Linked DNA regions of Macaca fascicularis: region 2 is linked to region 1. The links are chromatin contacts, called in public Hi-C maps. All regions are on one chromosome and are shown on one strand. Each heading gives the region's core, a stretch centred on a gene start, on an enhancer-like site or on the middle of the called end of the contact. The rest is flanking DNA. Distances are from core to core; before and after follow the strand shown. Region 1 overlaps TMEM272 (transmembrane protein 272). Region 2 holds the start of NEK5 (NIMA related kinase 5).

Region 1 (3,856 bases), core at 425-2,924:
CCAGGGAACAAATTGAACAAAGTTTATTTCATCAACAATGAAAAATGCCCAGAAGGAAATGAAGCACAAGATTCAGTTACACAAAAATGAAAGCTATTGACCACTTGGCCACTTCTCATACTAAAAGAGAAGGAAATAATACGAAGTACTGGAAACGACATTATATTGTCCTCATGGTGACAACCAAGATGGGCCTGACATAAGCCAGTCCAGGCTGTATGTGTGGCCCAAGTGCACACATGTGGTTCTCCGGTCACTGAATCAGAACCAGCCAGGCCCCACGAGTCAGAGTCTCTGGGGGCTGTGATTCTGCATTGCAAACAAGTCCTTGGGTAGCTCTGAGGGTTCACCAAGGTTTGAGAACCACTGGTGTGGCTGACTTCCGTGAAACAGTCCCACTTTTACTGCTTTCAACTGTCATTTATACAAATTCAGGCAAAGAATGGTTTTTAGCATGATGCCCGATGTAGCAGATAAAATGACCTCAACATAGAGTTGATCTTTGCTGCAGTCTTTTCTCAGATGGGAAGAACTGATCATCCCTCTCTGCCACATAATTTGTTCCCTTGAGGTTTCATAGCCTCCGGAAGGTTCAGGTGCTCCCATGTCCACTTCCCATTGCCTTGCCGGGTTCCCATGGAGGAAGGCTGCCCAGGTCTTGGGCCAGTCTTAGATGGGCATTTTCATTCTGCAGGTATACACAGCACATTTCACATCAGTGTGGAATGCCTACTTCAGGCCATGCCAAGGATTCTAACTTCTTCTATAACCAGGAACTTCTTACACTCACCTCCAGCTGAGTGAAATTATACTAACAGGTGGTCACTTAAAGGGCACGCAGCTCAGCCCTTCCTAGACAGTCTGGATGTCATCCCTGGATTAGCCAGACTTCAAAGAACCATGGTTATAGACCATTTGCCTTGGCCCCAGAGCCTCTTTCTTGAAATGTGCCTTATCATAACCATCTCACCATCTCCTGAGGGAGGTCTGAGTCAGTTATCATTCAAAGCCTGCTGCGCTGAAGATGTCACCCACTGAACCACTCAGTGTCCTCTCTATGAATGAACGCACATGAACATTTTCTTTTGGATCTAACCTGTTTCTCCAGAAGGGGGTAATTTTGTCTTTTAGAGATAGGGTCTCATTTTGTCACCCAGAATAGAGTGCAATGGCGCCATCATAGCTCACTGTAACCTCAAACCAGGGAAGATGTGTGACTTATAGGAAGAGATCATCACCTCTTCCTTACTGCTTTGGTGACAAGGAAACTGAAAGCCAAAAATATAGTCCAGATTTTAGCAATTATTTAGGACCTATGACCAATATTCTCCATTGCAACTGGGGGTGGGCTGGGGGTGTGCATATGAGAATGAGCTCACTCCATCCACTACTCCCTCTGGGAAGGATTTCTGCAACACTCTGGTGATACTCATGCCTACCAGAAACTGGGAATGTCCAACTTTTGAGACCTAGCTAATGATGTATCCAAAGCACTAACCAGTACCTGCCATCTGCTAACAGAAATCCTCATGCTTATGGTTGTCCACAGCTCTTTCCGCCTTCGCCAAGGCCCTCGCAACAGAAGCCTCAGAGGCTTTCATGTGGGAGTCATGCAGGCGTCCCTGGGCCCAGATCTTTGCTGCTCACAGATGTCCAAGCATTGGCTAAGTGACTGGGAGTGGCTGACGAGTCACAGACTGGGGAAAGGAGGGTGGGAGGGGAGCCCATGAAACCCCTGTCCACCCCAGTATCGTAGCCCACAGACTCTCCCCAGACACAGAGAGGGAAACATGGGACACAGTGAGGATAGAATCGGGCATCATAGATGAGGTGGGATCTGCAAACTGCACACCCGCTGGTCTTCTGTCATGGCAGGAGTGAAAATGAAAACAGAAACTGCCCTTAGAGACAGGGGCAAAAAAAGGGCTGTTCCTCCTTTGTCCAGCAGATGGCACACCAAGCACTTTCTTCTCACCTGGGAGGAAAGGGGGACCAATGGTGACTGCCCGGGGAGAGCTTCTAAACTGAAATGGGAAGACCCCATGGGATTCACAGGGCCTTTCTCTTAAAGCCACAGAGAAGAATGAGCCTCTTGGTTTGAGCTGACACTTCTGATGAAGGGAGGTACCTCCATTCATGGCCACTCAGGGATTGGTTTGATGAGAAAGAACGAAAAAATTAAAAAATTAAAAATAAACACAGTTCAGCAGTGTGTAAATATACAGAAAGGCTACGCATGTGGCTGAGAGAAGCACAGTTAAGCAGGTGCCACACACCCCTGGGCATTGCCCTAGAAACATTCATGACAGCGTCTTCATACAAAATTCTAAAGCGTGGGACTTTGCTCATAAAGAGGCTCCCCAGCAAGCACTGACAACAGACCTGGACTTCATCTCTCGACAGCAACAGCCAGAGGGAAGGTTAGTGGTCACTGTTTGGTGTCATCCTGGACTTCCAGACATCTCAATTTACAAAAGGCTTCCAAAGCCTAACTGGTCATTAGGTTGAGGAGCTATTATTTGATAGTTAAGCTCAGAAACCAAAAACAGCTACACTGACGGCAACCCAACTCATGCAACCTGTCCAGAAACATACAAAACTGGTTTATGCCACCCAGCCAGCCGCAGATCATAGAGAGGTACACAAATAGCCAGGGGCAGAGACAGACTCAAGGCCAAGCAAAGAACCTGCAGCAGCGGCACACGGTGCACACGGCACTGCACTCCGCAATGCCTGGCTAGCAGGCCAGCCCGCCCCCTAGGTGGAAGCGACTGCTTTGACATTGGCAGATTTTACAGCTGACCTTGGGATGTTCCACCCATCACATCAAACCCATCTGATACATGGCTGGAAGAGACTGCACCTTCGCTTTCCCAAAAGGCAGCTAGAGTCACTAAAAGACTATCTTTTTCCTTTTAATAACAAAAGTCATCATAGTGAGTGAAGTTAAGATATATCTTGTTTGAAAGTCTGTGCACTTTCTATAACTTCAAGGTGACCATGACTGAATGACAGCAGCAGTAGCAACAACCAGCCTTGTTCTTGTACCAGTCATTGAAACTGCACTATGATTTGAAAAGGTCTCCCATTCTTTGCCTCTCACACTTCATCCCCTCAAAAACAATGATCACTTTGAAAACTCTTGTGAGAACAAAATTCCTACTCTGAAAAGAGCAGAAGTGATTTCCCCATGTCTAGGAAGGCAAGAGTTTCTTTAGTCCACTATCATATTCAGTGCATTTGGGTGGCTTTTTAAATACCTTCAGGGAAGATTTTATTACCTTTATGCCCTTCTCCTGAACCTCTGTGTGTGTGTGTGTGTGTGTGCGTGCGCGCGCGTGCGTACATGCATACATGGTATGCTGGACAAGGCAGCTGTCAGTCTTCATCAGCAGCAAGTCTCCACCTGGAGCACAGGTAGACACAGCCGCTGCACAGCAGGAGCAAGCCCAGCACCGTGTGACTGAGTGCCAGGACTCCAACTGCAAAGAGGTACAGGGTTTTGTCACAGTAGTCCTGAGGCTGCTGGAAAGGGGGAAGAAAATCAGGCAGGTACACAGAAAAGACCCAGTAGTTTCCCAGGATGAACCAGAGGAAGAGGAAGAGGCTCAGCAGGAGGTGGATGTAGTATCTGTGCGCATTCTGCCTCCAGGGGTATTCGTCATCGTCATCATCATCGATCACCACGGCCTTGGACAGCAGCCGCCTCATCCTGGTGGAGTCGTACAACAGGAGTGACACCTGGGGCGTGGTGGGGAGCCGTGTGGCAGGGCAGAGCAGCAAAGTAGAGGGGAAGAGAGGGGATAGAAGGTAGCGGTGGCAGGGGTGTTGGGGAGAGAGAAAGAGGAGAGAGAGG
Region 2 (3,819 bases), core at 887-3,386, 330 kb after region 1:
CAGGAGGCTGGCATCTCATAGGGTCTTTCAGGGCACCCTAAGGAGGGCCATAGGAGCCACAGAGAGGTGATCTTATTTCTTTTCTATTTTCATTAAAAAAAAATTTTTTTTTGTAGGCAACTATGTTGCCCAGGCTATCTTGAACTCCTGGCTTCACACAATCCTTCCACTTTGGCCGTCAAAAGTGCTGCGATTATAGGGGTGAGCCACTGTGTCCAGCCTCTTTTTAAAAACAAGATCATTGGTTGTGTTTGAACAACGGACTTAGAAGGTTGAATTAACAAAAATCAATTATGGCTTAAAATTCGTAATTATAAAAAATAAAAATTTCCTTTTTATGTTGGATTAAAAGCCAGCTGAATATCCCACTGAAAATTAACAGATATTTGAACTTCTTAACTTTACCTTTTCAAAATTGATCTCTTTTATGACACAGTGCTTGCTATCTGATTTCCCTTTAGCTAAGTATGCTTTCCCAAAGGCACCTTGCCCAATGGCCTTAATCACATCGTACTTATCCATGGTCTCCAATGGGGTGAGGTTCCTGGAATTAGAGTAATGTAAATTTATCATACATGTCTCATAAAGACTAACAAAGTCAGAAAATTGATGACTAAAGTGTAAAAGAACTCACTTTGATAAAACTTTCCTCCCAGCCTTGCCAAGACAGAGACAAATAACTTTCCTTGTGGCCACAGATAACAACTGAAATGAGACAGAGTTTCTTGGTCAGACATGGGTCGTAGCTCAGCTTTGATACAATTTTGCCCTGTGTTCCTGGGTAAGTCACTTAACCTGGCAAAACTGCACTTTCCTAATTTCTAAAATGGAATAACAATATCTGTTTTGCAAGTTTGTTCTGAGAATGAAGGATACTATATAGCCAGTGCTTGGCACCTTTATAAAGCAGGAATGTCCTTAGGCTTGTGTACTTTTCACAGTCCAGCCTTTCTTAATGGGGACGTACTGCCCCCTAGGGGGAATTTTGGAAATATATGGGGGTGGGGAAGCTGTTTCCCCGAGATTCAGAGGCAAGAGATTGACAGGTGGTTGGGGCCTGAGATGCTAGGATTCTGCGATCCGAGAGACAGTCCCGCACAATAAAGGATTACCCTACGGCCCTACAATCTTGTAGAGTCTTCCTATACACTCATGTGTGCGGAAAAATCCGTTTGTAATTATCTGTGGCTAGAATCAAACTCTATTTTACATCGAAATGCTAAGTATTTTTGCAGTTTTAATGAACACTGATTTTTTTTTTTTTCCCGAGGAATGCAACTACATGTAAATCAAGGCTTGATTGCACTTTGTTTGGTTTGGAGGTTTACCAAGAATTGTTCACCATTTGGGAAAATCACGCCCTTCACTGGCCACGCTGCCCCTGGTCCCGGAGACCTAACAATCTGCATTTGCTGCCGTCACGTTCAGGCGACTGCCCAGGCGCGGCTACTGGCGCTTCTCTACTTTTGCCAAGGGTAGTAGTGTCAAGCATTTTCAGATTGAAATATGTACTTTCTTACTTATTGCTTTCCTTCTGTTTCCTCTTTATGCTACAGTTAGGGCATAATACAGTTTTGTTGCTGTTGTTGCTGTTGTTGTTAATGGGGTGAGCGGGGGGTTGTTTTCGAATAATTTCATGTCAGGGTAGGAAGTGGGTACAATTAGATTGCAGTGGGCTGGGAACCAGCTCCGCAGCCAGGAGAGGCTGCAGACACCGGAGGACCGGGTTCTGAGAGAAACGCATACAGACTAGGGGCCGGGGGTGACCAGCTGGGAACTGAGGGCCCGCGACCCGCCCGCCCAAGTGGCACCAGAGGGTGGAAGCCCCCAAGTTAGGAAAATTCCTTCTCGCCTAGGGCCGCCCCTGGAGGCGGCCGCGGGTGGGTGGCAAGACGCTTACCGCGACCCGCGCTCAGCGTGCGGAGCGTTGCCATAGAGACCGACGCGCCCAGGACGCTAGGCCTTTTCTGGGCCGCCCCCGCCGCCCCAGGCAGAGACTCTATCCCTTTCCCCCACCCTGCCCGGTTCCTGAAGCCCTGTGGCGGCTCCAGGCAAGGACTAAGGGCGGCCTCTGCAGCATACCTGCTCCGCCGGCTCCGCGGGGCCAACTAAGCGTCTCAGAAGGATCCGGGTTCCCGGGGCCGCTGCGCCTCCCCGCGGCCGGGCGGAGCCGCGCAAGGAAACGCGGGCGGGGCGCAAGGCTGGAATGGCCTGGGGACCCGTCCACACAGTCCACCGCGAGGCAGGGTCAGGCGCCAGGGAGTTTGGAGACCCGACAGAGCCAGCCCCACACCGTCCCGTTGCCTTGGGTCGGGATTGCTTTGCGTTGCACTCTACAGTAGCGCTCCCCGCTCTTGCTTACGGTGCACCAGACGCTTCGCAAACGTTCTCTTTTCTTTACAACCCCGCAAGGCAGTAGTCTCCTAGTTTTACAAATAAGCTAAACTAAGACAGGAAGAGTGTTTCTTGTACAAGATCTCAAATATTGCCAAGAGGTGGACGTGAGACTGGAACCGCTTCCTACTCTTTGGGCCACAGCGGCGGCCTGCCAAAGACTTTCTAACGCAACCGGCGCTGCCCAAGCGTCTGCACGCACGCCCCCTCCCTATCCCACCCTGCCCCATTCTGGATTCGCACATCAAGCAGCTAAAACGTTTAAGTAGTTGAAAAAAATGTATTTTCCAGCAATTGTAAATAGTGACGCAAGTAAAATATATCCAATTGAATCTAAACACTACAGTGATATGGTACCCTCCATCGTCCATCACACACATGCAAAAGCCCACAAAAAAGCTATTTAAAAAATCATAAGTTTACATCACTACTTTTCCTTCTTAAAATCATCTCTCCGCCATCCCCTCCCCGTCCCTGCCACAAAAAATTTCCTCTTCTTATAAGCACTATAGTCAAATTGGATTAGGACTGAACCAAAGGCCTCATTTTGATCTCATTGCATCTTTAAAGTCTCTATCTCCGAATACAGTCTCATTGTGAGTTACTGGTGTTAGATTTCAATATGTGAATTGGGAGTGACCGGGGCAGGGGCGAATGCAGCCCATAACAGGAGTCCAAAAGTTGTTTAGGAGTTGGAACAGCCAATGTTAGTTTCTTTGGCAGTGAAATTCCCTCAAAATATTAGCAAGTATATGATCTACTTGTTTTTGTTTAATTTCATGTGTCAGTGACCACACCCACATTTCTTCCCTAGAATTCTTAGACATGCTTTATTAAATCATATCTTCATTCTACTTTCCTCATAGAATTTTATCCCAGCTATCTTTTTCATGCTTGAAAGTCTTATTGATCATCCTGTCATACTGCTGAAAGAAGTATAGAAATGGAAATTTACATTTCCTGCTCACAGAATTTTTTTTCTGGATTGTTAAAATTACTAGTACTACACAATTGATCACAATAAAATATATCACAATGCTGATAATTATATTAAATATAAAAAAATAAAATTGTATTGAAAATTCATCTCCTTAAGACCTGGATGGGCTCCCCATGCGTCATCAGTTCCTGTATCCATAGATGAATGCTAACTTCTTGCTACAATGAAGTTTAACACTGAGTCTCTTCCATTTTTTTTTTAAGGCTGTAAGTGCTGAGAAATAAGTACATTAGAATGAAAAGTTTTGTTAAAAGTGTCCCTCAATTTTTGTCTAGTTGTATCTCAAGAATCATATAGTAATCTATCATCAAAAATGGTTTATAATCATGAACTGGTAATTCCATTACTCTTCTGAAATTTTATTAAAAGCAAAACCCCATAAGCCATTCTGATTTTAAAAAGGATTATCCAATACTTATCCAGTC

Evidence for each region. Hi-C and Micro-C count contacts between places; a contact is called where the count stands out from the background.
Region 2: a Hi-C map of liver shows a contact between it and region 1, with 2.5 times the contacts expected there. The contact joins the promoter of NEK5 here to the enhancer-like site in region 1. A contact is called at or near these places in 2 of 2 Hi-C or Micro-C datasets (liver and skeletal muscle).

What each region holds. Positions count from the first base shown.
Region 1 is chr17:30,976,622-30,980,477 of T2T-MFA8v1.1, forward strand. TMEM272 (transmembrane protein 272) reads right to left here. Exons shown (of 6, transcript XR_010582601.1): 5 at 1,505-3,741; 6 at 9-688. Among named protein-coding and RNA genes, the nearest start is that of DHRS12, 16 kb to the left of the region's middle. Within about 2 kb of position 1,675, at least 2 of the 6 cell types and tissues checked have an H3K27ac peak or open chromatin away from gene starts, as enhancers often do. A contact at or near this core is called in liver, where this site is marked.
Region 2 is chr17:31,303,692-31,307,510 of T2T-MFA8v1.1, forward strand. It overlaps NEK5 (NIMA related kinase 5), which reads right to left and starts at 2,137. Exons shown (of 24, transcript XM_045377172.3): 1 at 2,083-2,137; 2 at 635-705; 3 at 406-544. The coding sequence starts at 522.